Regions from separate parts of the Rattus norvegicus genome. Here region 2 is linked to region 1. A link is a contact called in public Hi-C data. All regions are on one chromosome and are shown on one strand. Each heading gives the region's core, a stretch centred on a gene start, on an enhancer-like site or on the middle of the called end of the contact. The rest is flanking DNA. Distances are from core to core; before and after follow the strand shown.

Region 1 (5,828 bases), core at 1,775-4,274:
GGCTCTGGACGTGGGCGTGGGCGTAGTTCTGGACTTGGGCATGGGTCTGGACGTGGGCGTGGGCGTGGTTCTGGACTTGGGCATGGCTCTGGACGTGGGCGTGGGCGTGGGCGTGGACGTGGTTCTGGACTTGGGCATGGTTCTGGACGTGGATATGGACGTGGTGCAGGAACTGGACACCGCCGCCATGATGATTCTGGAGACCGGTCAAGACGCTGTGGCCTACAAGGTCTTGGGAATGCATGTGGTTCTGCGCATGGCCTCAGGTCTGGGCAAGAGACACCCCAAGAAGGTTGCCGGGGACAACTCCGAGATCTTCCTCTGATGGGAGGAATCTGGACAGGACACCTCTGAGGGGGAACCTGCCTTGGGCAGCAAGGCGAGGAAATCTCTATCCTGCATTTGGGTCCACATCTTTGAGAACAGCCTGAAGGGCGGCCCCGAGGAGAACAGTGGCTGCCGTAGATGGGTTCTGAGCGGCGGGGTGGAGTGCAATAGTTGTAGGAGCCTGAAGAGCACCGGGATGGCAGGCAGCTGCTATAACAGGGCTCAGAATGTCTTGGTGGAGAGCAGCTGCGATAAGAAGGCTGAAGCCGACGAGAAGGGAGGCATCGGCTGGCACTCTGAGACCTGCGCTGTGCAGTAAAGCTTCCATAGGTGCCCTGGCCCTGGCATTGAGGTGCACAAGTGCTAAAGGAAGTCCCGGACCGACGCTGGGAGGAGCAGTTGCTGTAGGATGCTCGAGACTGGAGTTGGGAGGTGCAGCTGCCAAAGGAAGCCTGTGACTGGCGCTGAGTACCACAGTTGGTATAGGAGGGTCTGGACTGAAACTGGGGTTCGCAGTAACTGTAGGAAGCCTGAGACTGATGCTGTGGACCACAGCTGCTGTAAGAACCCCGTGACTGTGATTGAGAAGTGCAGCTACCATAGGATCCCTGATACTGGTACCGAGTGGAGAAACTTCCCTGGCCCTGGCCCTGGCCCAGTGAGGGACATTCTACATAAGTGTACCCAGGCTGAGGAGCTGGAACAGGCACGTAGTTTGAAACTGGATATTCCACAAAACGAGTTTCTGTATAATACACTGGAGCACACTCTACATAGTAGGTCTGAGGAGGTTGTGGAACTTGCACATAGGAAACCTGAGATTGGCATGGAGCCTGGCATTGAACACAGGAAACCTGAGCCTGGCAGGGAGCCTGGCACTTTATCTCAGTGGTCTTAGGCTGGCATTTCACCTGGGTGGTCTTGGTCTGGCATTTAACGTTGGTGGTTTTACATGGAGCCTGGCCCTTCACTTCAGTGGTACTGGACTGGCATGGAGTCTGAGAAACTTGAATGGGGCATGGTGCAGCACATTCCAGAAATTGCATCTCACACGGAGCTTCCACTAGCACCTGGTTGTTGGCATGAGGAAACTGTGAGGGACCAAAGGAGGAACCCTTGACACAGCACTGGGGTATTGGCCCACAACACTGAATCTCTTGCTGGTCACACATGGTCCTGGTGCAGGTGGGTGAGCAAGACCTGAGGGTAGAGAAACCAGGGTCAGGAGGCTGAAAGATGGGAGTGAGGAGCTGGGATCTAGAACCAGAAGCCTGGTGTCTTCTCTGGTTTTTCTTTAGATGCCTTCAACCTTTACTTACTGACTTACCTGAGCCCATGCTAGTCATTATTGTTCGTGAGACCTGCCCCCTCTCCCTGCCCCCTAACCTGGTTATGCCAAAATGGCTCAGTTCTGCATAGCTGGATATAAAGGTAGGCATACCAATGTCTGCCACCAGAGAGCAGTGATGACAAGCAAATTAACACTTAACAAGTCAAGTGATGGAAACAGCCCTACAGGAAAAACAAGTAACAGCTTGTTTCCCATACATAGCCCAAACTGAGGCTTCCATGCACACAGGGAGGTATACACAAGCCACATGTAAAAATGACCATGAGGCAGGGCTGGGGGTACACAGGCATTATCTATGTTCACATTACATCAAAAAAAAATCCACTGAATTAGCAAAGGATCAAGGAAAATTCTGGACCTGTCAGGCCCAGTGCTTAATATTTGCTGCTCCCATCCAATCTTTTTAAGTGAATTAATTTAAACAGATCTTCAGAGAAATATGAAAATTCATATATACTTCACATGCAAAACATACCATCATTAAGGACAGCACGGTCACTTGCCCAAGCAGACTGCTGTTATTAATCATCTAGAGGGTAAAAATCTGCTAACTTCAGAAATATTTTCTCCTCAGACCCTCTGAGATGCTAATGAAGCTGAGATAACCCAGAGACTATCATATTCTTCATGACATTCAAGGATTTACAGTGATGTAAGTAGAGTCGGAAACACTTATGGAACTGCATAGCAAGATCGTCACAGTATGACATAAGGCATTCAGGCATACATTCCTATACTACCCTTACCTTGCAAGAAAATACAGTAGTTCCCATCTGCTTTTCCCAGAGCTACCTGTCTGTACAGGTAGCCCAATGACTGGCAAAGAACAGAGCTAATCTGTCAATTAAATCATAACAACAAAACATCTCTCACAACCTTCCAGGATACCTAAAATTCTTCCACTGGTAGACAGAACTAGACATTTTCCATTTGTAGCAATTGTCTATGTTTGTGTTCCCTACACATGGTGGCTCATCCATCCTCATGTGCCTCTACTCAGATAAAACAAATAACTACTGTTTCCATCCTTTTATGCATCTAGGGACTCAAAATAAAAGAACATTGTATCTTTTCCTGGGACAATGAGTCACTAACAAAAGAAATGGTACCTGGAGAAAAGACCAGGACTGTCAAAGGCAAATACACCAACTTTTAAACCCCATATCTTTCCATAAACCCTAAACATTTTATAATCCTTAATCAATTTTCCACCTCAGACTGATGTCTCTCTGCCCCAGCTTCTGCCTTAATCATTCCTCAGTTTTAGAGTCTGGGAACCCCTTGAATATCCATCAACCCCAACATGATCCCCGGACCCAGCTTCCAGACTCACCCTCCTCAGCAGGCACAAAGTCATCCAGGCTAAGGCATCTGGGCAGAGGACTGTGTTTATATAAAGAGCTGTGGGTCTGGCTCAAACCATGAGACAACTGGTTGGCATCTGCCCAAGGTAACATTCCACCACCTAATTTCCTCCCTGTGTGCTGTCCGTCTAGTCACCTACAGAGCTGGGAGTGTCTTTTTCTGGTGTCAGAGCTTCTAGACTATGGAGAAGCAGGTCATTTTCTTCCTCATTGTTCATCCTATCAGTTTCCTCTCCATCCCAACAGGACTCAATGATGAAGGTGTTGAGGAGGCATTGAGGTATCATCTCTCCTAGAAAACCGTTCCATATTCTACTATCCCCTTGCCTTAGATTCTCATGAGATAGAAGTAATGAAGAAAATGTGGGGTCAGAGCTGCATCTAGGGTCTCATGCTGCTAACTTACAGCTTGGCGACCTTTATAACTAAGTTAGAAGTTACTTTACTCTTCTCCAAAATGGGTGAGTCTTTTTACCATTGTCATGGAGACTATAACAATTGTTTCATACAAATCCATCTTACTAAGAACGATGTTCAAAATATCCAACATTTTCTCAAGAGAAAGCACACCACAAGCAAAAATGCAACTGGATCACTGTGCATCTGCTATGGCCCAGTCTAAAGCTGAGAAGACAGTGGATGAAGAGCAAGTGTTTGGTGGATGCTGTAGAGAAGTCTTCCAAAGCAGCATAAGGCAGTTCATGTGTTAGAAAACAGCACGGTTCAGAATAGAACAAGCAAGGGGGCCCCATGAGCCACATAAACACAAGTTGGGTATCCTTTATATTTCTCTGCACTTCGCTAAAATTAACAACTAATATTTTTAAATGAAGAGATTTTAGTTAATGTTCTAGATCTCCAGGTTTTCCTTTATAAATCAAGTTTGTTTAGAGATGCCTGCCTTTTATCAGACTGGCAATAGTTACCTTCCACTAATATGGTATATAATTTTCCATTCTACAAAGCTTCATCATGGTTTGGTTTTGGGGGGTTTTGAGGGTTGTGGGTTTTTTGTTTGTTTTTGTTTGTTTGTTTTTGTTTTTGTTTTTTGAGACAGGGTTTCTGAAACTCTCTCTGTAGACCAGGCTGGCCTCAAATTCAGAGATATGCCTGTCTCTGCCTCCTGAGTGTGGGGGTTAAAGGCATGTGCCACCATGCCATCATTCTTCATTCTACATGTACAATGCAATGTAAAGTGCAAGGCTCCTTATATTATTTTTCCATTATTCTTTTTATGGTTAAAAAGGAAGCAAGCATTGGGCTAGAGCTATGCTCAATGGTTAATAGTACTTACTCTGTAATCCTGAGGATAAGAGCTCAGATGCCAGCAGTAACCCAACAACTAGCCAGGCATCCTCTATAAAAGCTCATAATTTCAACTTTTAGGGGACACAAAGCTAGAAGGATCACTAGGGAAGACATACTGGCTTCCAGCCTAGCCATGCTATGAATTCTCAGGTTCAGGAAGATACTCTGCCTTAGAAGAATATGTGGTCAGTAATAAAGAGGACACATGACATCCTCTCCTCACCTCTACATGCAGGTCCGGGCATAAGCACTAACATATGTACATGCATAAGCACTCACATAGACACCCTCTCATGCACATAAATAAATCAAAATAAATTTTGACAAAAGAAAACAAAATCTCAAAAGTCTTTACTCAATCATCACCATCTAGCTTTTGGAATCATTCAGATTCTAACCAAACTTATAAGCAAACGTAAATTTAAATATATTTTGAACTCTAGTATTTACTAATGAAGTGAAATCTACTTAGTTTCCATAAGCCCAAACCTATTGTATATGAACTCTTAAGAACGTTAAGAGGGAGAAATATGAATAAAAAGGAGAAGTAAGCATGAAAGGTCTTAAGATTATTGTGTGAGGTAGATAAGAAAATTGATATTAAATACTTAATATAGCCATGTCCCCCTCTGTGATTCATTTTCTTCATGAAATGATGGGACTTATAACACCTAGCAAGTGCTTCTGGGGACAAAATTATATTGTAGGTATGAAAGTTCTTTGTGTCCAACAGTGCACACACAAATCATGTTTCTGAAGTCTCTCCCAAGGTAAAGTCTGTCCAGTTCAATGTGACTTGAGAGTCCTAGCATTTATCCCCATCACTCATTCCAAACACTGCTCATGTATAACTCCAGACTTCCATAGGATTATGGACTTTCAGAGTATCATACCAACCAGAATCCTCAAAAGTTTCCAGGTCCTAATTTGCCCTTCTACAGATGAGGATCCTCAGGCAGAAGAAATTTGCCTGGGTATCATATACTAACGACTGCCTTGGAGAGACTAAATCCTAGATATTTCTAGTGTGGTGCCAATGATATTTCTGCTGTGAGTTATTTTTCTGATCCCAAACTTTAACCAAGATTTCCTGAACTTGAATAATATATAAGTAACCTGGAAAACTGGCAAACTGAGAACTGAAACTAATTGACATCACCAGGATGTGAACTGCTGAATACTAACATCTGTCTCCTCCATTCAACCTTTTGAAGAGAAACATAGCTATGGTGTCCCTGTTTGTCCATATCCTGACATAAGATGAATATATTAACAGGCACATAATAAATGAATAGAACATTAAGCATGAAATTGCATATCACAGATCGCTAGTGAATGAGTAGATAAACAAGAGGAGACTCATAAGTTTTGTTACTTATTGTAATTCACAGAGAGAAATAGAGAGAAATAGATAAACAAGAGGAGACTCAAAAGTTTTGTTACTTATTGTAATTCACAGAGAGAAATAGATACTGGGG
Region 2 (5,828 bases), core at 1,144-3,643, 83 kb after region 1:
AGGGGAGTGGGAAAGAGGGGCAGAATCAGGTATGGGAGGAAATGGAGGAGATATATAGAGGGTCAGGAAATTGAAAAGAGGTGTGTAGCCATGGGGCATGGGGAACTGAGGGTACCAACCAGAAAGTCTCAGATGACAGGAAAGCAAGAGCATCCCAGAACCCAACAGGGGAGAAATTAGCTGACATACCCCACAAAGGGGAGAGAGAACCTGTTAAGACCATATTCAGAGGTTAGGCGTGGCCCCCCGGTTGAGGGATGGGGCCACCCACCCATATCCAAAATTTTAACCCAGAAATGATCCTGTCTAAAGGAAACACAGGAACAAAGAGTTGAGCAGAGACTGAAGGAAAGGCTATCCAGAGATTGACTCACCTGGGGATCCATCCCACCTGCATACACCAAACCCAGACAGTATTGCTAATACCAAGAAGTGCTTGCTGACAGGAGCCCGATACAGTTATCTCCTGAGAGGCGCTGCCAGATCCTGACCAATGCAGATGTGGATACTTGAAGTCAACCAACCATCAGGACCATCACAGGGACCCAATGGAAGAGTTAGGGGATGGACTGAAAGAGCTGAAGGGGCCTTATCTGGCATCAATAGGAGGGGAAGCCCTTGGTCCTGTGAAGGCTTGCTGCCCCAGTGTAGAGGAATACTAGGGTGTTGAAGCGGGAGTGGGCAGGTGAGTAGGGGAGCACCCTCATAGAAGCAGGTTAAGGGGGTGGAATAGAGGGTTTTCAGAGGGAAACTGGGAAAGGGGATGACATTTGAAATGTAAATAAATAAAATATCCAATTTTGAAAAAAGAGATTTGTGAAATCTCCCTACAGGAGATTAAACACATTAGTATATACACTAAGGATGGCTCTTCTTTCCCCTCCCTCTATACATCCTCTTCCTGCATGGAATTCAGAAGGGCCAGCCTTCTCAGGCTCCTGCAGGCTTCTGCAAGTTTTTATAGGTTTCTGCAGGTTTGGCAAACACTCATCAGCAACAAGGTGCTCTTCACTGCCAAGCCCCAAGGCAAAGCTAAGAGAAACCCAAGAACATTGTTCTTACCCATCTGGGAAAAGTGCCAACAAGGGATCAGGCTCTGGACCAATGTCCTGCAGAAATGCGGCATTTCTTTCTGTGCTTGTATGTTAAGAAGTTAACTTCACTGCAGTTCTACACAGAGCACATCCATTGTGCAGACTTCTTCAAACACTGCCCTTCTCACCTTGCTTCTCTGAAGACTCAGCTGTGTTTTTTTTTTCTCTAGTGCTCCAGAACCTACCTGGACTGTCCCAATCCTTCAAGAAGTTTAGAGACTGGAATAGGAACAAGTGCATGAGGAACATCAGGTTCAGTGTAGATGAAGAACATGCCCAGGGGATCTTGTGTAGGAGAATAAGGATTAGTCCTGGGTGAGCCAAAGTCCTGGTAGGGGAGGGATAGCACTGCATAGCCACATCAATAGCCACATCAGGCATCTAGCCAGATCTGATACTCATCTACCACCATGTTCTACCTCCAGCAGACAAAGTCAGTCCTTCCTCTCTGGAAACCATCGAGCCTCGCAACTGCCATACGCTGGGAGCTTAGTCCTAAGATAAGGATCTGATTGTTCAGGTCCCCCTGAGTGTCACATTGGCATAACTACCAGCCCTTTTGATCAACCATAAGAAGACATAAAGAAGATGGATTATATATGTCAGTCATTGTTCATAACTGAAACTTATTGACAACAGTGGGTCTGTACTGTCAAAACAAAAATTTCCAGCCATGGGGTTAAGAACTCTCATTCCATGAAAATAGCACAGTAATTCAAATGAGTACTGAGTTCAGGACCTTACACAATCTAAAAAGCATCCTCTGTGGGTCTGTTCCCTGTCAGCTCCTCTCCCTCCTTTCTCACTCTGCTTGCTCACTTCACCCTGTTTCCCCTGAGGAGATGATGAGGAATTTCCTTTGGACTGATGGGGGGACATGAGAAGAGGCAGCAGTCTCTGAGAACCTCCTCTTCAAGGCCCAGTCAGGTGTCAGCCTCCAGGGAGTGCCACAGCACAGCCACATACCTAGGTGAGTCATCTCTTTCTAACAGCTTTTTGAGAAGCCCAGACTGGATTCTGGACCTGCCTTTCCCTTGGATTGTGCACGGAGCACTTGCTCTTTACTGTTAGAGCCGAGGAAGAGGGCAGCACAGCCTGCAACAATAGAGGTTACAAGGCTAGGAGCCAGACCACCTGGATTTAATTCCCTACCTTGTAGTAGCTGTGTTACCTAAAACTAGTTAATGTCTCTGGGTGTCAGTCACTCCATTGTTAAATGTATCTTGTCACAGACTTGTTTTTCAATGACTGTAGTATAGTTTTAACTGAGTCATGGAGCTGCTATGTTTCTAGGTCAGCCATGTGCCCATCTAAAGGATTCCATTCACAAATCTTGAGTCTACAGGAATAGGCAAGAACAGAGTGGAAGCCTGTGACTTCAATTTTAAAAGTTGTTTCAGAGGAGTTCATCTTTCTACTTGAACTGTGCCTGCCTCAGTTTCTGCCTGACTAACTGTTCCTGCCAGACATCCATTACTGTAGTGACAAGAAGCGCTGATGATAAATACTTACCTGTCTTCTTCATAATCTCCTGGAGAAGCTTCCAGTTGAATTATTATGTCTGCTGTTGGTTGTGGTCTTGTCATGTGTGGCTTTTGCCTCAAGTCCATGGTTAATAGGGATGAGAATTGGCCTCAGCACAAGTACAACTTCAGGATGCACAGACCAGAGACAGATACTCAGTAAAGATGATTCTCACTTTAAAAGTAAATCCGTGGTGAGGCATGAGAACTACACCCATGTGAACATAGGGACAAACATTATTCTCCACAAACCAACACAACAATTGGTTATCCCATGCCAAATGGTCAGCCACAGGTAACATTATCAAACTGAGAAGGTTGCATTTCTAGATAATAGAAATACAGAGAGAGAGAGAGAGAGAGAGAGAGAGAGAGAGAGAGAGAATATATACATATATAAATATAAAGATGTCATAAATTTGAAAAACAGCAAGATGGAACATGAGAGAATTTGCAGGGAAGAAAACTATGGGAGAACTGATGTAATTACAATATAATCTAAGAAAGTAAAAAGTATATTTAAATTTTAAAAGAAAAAAATTCAAGTACTCCTTGAGCTTCTGATTCCTTTTGCTTTTCTGATACTCACACCAACCTTTTTTATGCATTTTATTCTCATTGTAAAATAAATTATCATAATTATTTGCTAAATAGTCTCTTTTCAAAAATTGTGATGGTTTGAACGGTTGTGAGTCTTGTCAGATTAAGAGAAAGACATTCTTTCTGAGAAATAACTAATCCCTGAAGATACAATAAATACCAAAAAAGCCTAAATCCATTTCCTAAATCACCTCCTCTATGAATACCACTTTCTCTGCCCTAAGAGTAGGTGTGAGCAGACAACAGAAAGGGCTATGTCAGGCTTTTAAGGACCACTATCCCCATGTGCTGAACTCTTCTGCCCTACCCTCTTCTTCCTTCCCTGGATAGAAACACAATAACAAAATATAGTCTGTGTTCCTGATTTTCTGCTGGTTGCTGACAAACCACTGGTTTGCCATGGACCCAGAATTTCATGTTTTGCAACTATTTTATGCAAGTAATCTTATTCCCCTCCATCACTTACTCCTTGCTTTAGTTCTATCTTTTTATTTTTTGTTGTTCACATCTCATCCCTGTCTACTTGCTGAGATATCACTGTGATCAGAGGTTTTTCTCTGATCATTTATTCAGGAAGACAACTGCTGAGCTGTTTGAATTCAAAGCTATTGTTGCCCTTTCCACTTGAAGGCAGCTAGGCAGAATCTCTGTTCACATACCCACTGCTGAGATGCCTTACAGGGACTACCCCATGTGCTCTGGTCAAGATGCCCAATTGTCTTTCCCAACAGTGACTTTACCTTTTCTCTTTTCTGGCTGACCAATAAATTCTTGGTTTATTTTTAAATAGAATGACTTACCAGACACCCTCAAACGATATGTTATTTCAAAGCAGGGATTTAGATCTTCTGATAGCACTGGGTAAGACAGAAACTTAAAACCTCAAGGCAGTGACTTGCTGTGACAGTCAGGATCACAAAACAGTCTGGGCCCTAGCCAGAGCTGATAGCTGTAGTTGGGCTTATCTATGCAGCAGAGGCGTCCACAGCAAAACAGGCAGGAGCAGCTATGAGCACTGAGGTATGGCAAACGCTCTAGGAAACCGCAGGAAGTTAGCTAGCGCACTAAGGACTGAAGACATAACTGGCACTGTGAACAAGAATTCCTGGAAAGAAGCTGTTTGCAAAGGCAGATTGGCTGGTTAAAATTCAGTGATGAATAGACATTGCAGCCACAGGTAAATTAGAATTTATCTTGGGGTTAAAGATAAATTTCTATTCTTTGCCCGCCTCTGTCTCTCACTTAACATCTGATAAGTAGCTCATGAAGCCAGACCTAACATCCAGACAAACATAAAATAATGTATTAACTTAGTAAAAGCCTATTCTTCACAAAATTTGGAGTCATCACATAGCATATAAGATGGCTTTACTGTGACCACCTACTTAGTGTTTATTCCAGTAGAGTTTAAAGGTGTCTGGACTTACGGCTTTCTTTATTTGGTTACAACAGAAACTTCATGAAATATTGGAGCATGGAATTTGGGGTAACTTAAATCTGTGTACCTGGGCCATGGTCACTCCTATCTGGGTACAGAAGGAAAAAAACTAAAATCTACTCTTTCTTTCTTTGCGGTGAGAGCTCTCTTATGGTGACAGCAGTGATGCCCAGCAACAGAAAACTTTGAAACACAGCAGAGAAATTTGGCTGAGGTCGGTAGAAACTTGAAAACAATATCTTCCTCTCTCCCTTTCCCCACAGAGGAGGAGCTGAAAGCCCTGAGTCTGTGGGACCAATTACCTATCCATCTTTGTGGACAGGAGAATGGAGAACTGGGGACTGATGGGAGAAACTAGGAAGCTGTGTAGGCTTCCTCCTGGGGTTGCGGCTGAGATCAGTGGAACTTTTAGTAAGGGCTCCCGTCTTCCCCTCTCCTACATACTGGTGCCATAAAATAGACCAAGGGAATCGCTCCAAAGTGCCCAGATCCAGTTGTGGGTCCTATACATCTCCATGGGTGGAGAACAGGGACCCTGAAGTCTAACTCTTGGCGGGGGGAGGTGTAGTCTCCTCCATTGAGGCTGCTTCTAAAGTAGTGGGAACCTGCAGGGTTCTCACGCTGCACTCTCTCACTCAGCGCTGTCAAACTAAATAGTGCTCTCTCACTCAAACTGGATAGTGGTGCATCATCACAGGGGAGGCTGAGGACAGCATAGTCAACCCAGCACACCTTTGCCAGAGATTCAATACATGTCGAAACTGATCCAAACTCCGCTATACACAACCAAGATTGCCTTAGGGAACCTGAGTTTGGAATGAAATTGCAAACCACAGCTCCTTCAAAGGCCCATTCGCTCCATGAAACATCACGGGGGACGTGGGGGTGGGATAAATTAAAACCTAACCAAGCAAGGAAGAAATACTCACTGGTGGTTTTTTATTGCAATTATTTATTTGGGTGTCAGCGTGCATACATGGAGGTCAAACGGGACCTTCTGCTAAATGGAACCCAAGATTCAAACTCGGATTGCCAGGCTTAGTAACAAGCAACTCGCCCCACTGAGCCTTCTCACCAGCCCTGTTGGTTTGCTTTTAATCTAATGGAATTTGTCTGTTGTTGTTGTTGTTGTTGTTGTTGTTGTTGTTGTTGTTGTTGTTGTTGTTGCTGCTG

The links. Hi-C and Micro-C count contacts between places; a contact is called where the count stands out from the background.
Region 2: a Hi-C map of the A7r5 cell line shows a contact between it and region 1, with 8 times the contacts expected there. The contact joins the enhancer-like site here to the promoter of Kprp in region 1. A contact is called at or near these places in 2 of 12 Hi-C or Micro-C datasets (the A7r5 cell line and the Rat2 cell line).

Annotation. Positions count from the first base shown.
Region 1 is chr2:181,126,804-181,132,631 of GRCr8, forward strand. Kprp (keratinocyte proline-rich protein) reads right to left here and starts at 3,025. Exons shown (of 2, transcript NM_001002290.1): 1 at 3,012-3,025; 2 at 1-1,527. The coding sequence starts at 1,499.
Region 2 is chr2:181,210,553-181,216,380 of GRCr8, forward strand. No RefSeq gene overlaps it. Among named protein-coding and RNA genes, the nearest start is that of Lce3b, 32 kb to the right of the region's middle. Within about 2 kb of position 2,394, at least 2 of the 93 cell types and tissues checked have an H3K27ac peak or open chromatin away from gene starts, as enhancers often do. A contact at or near this core is called in the A7r5 cell line, where this site is marked.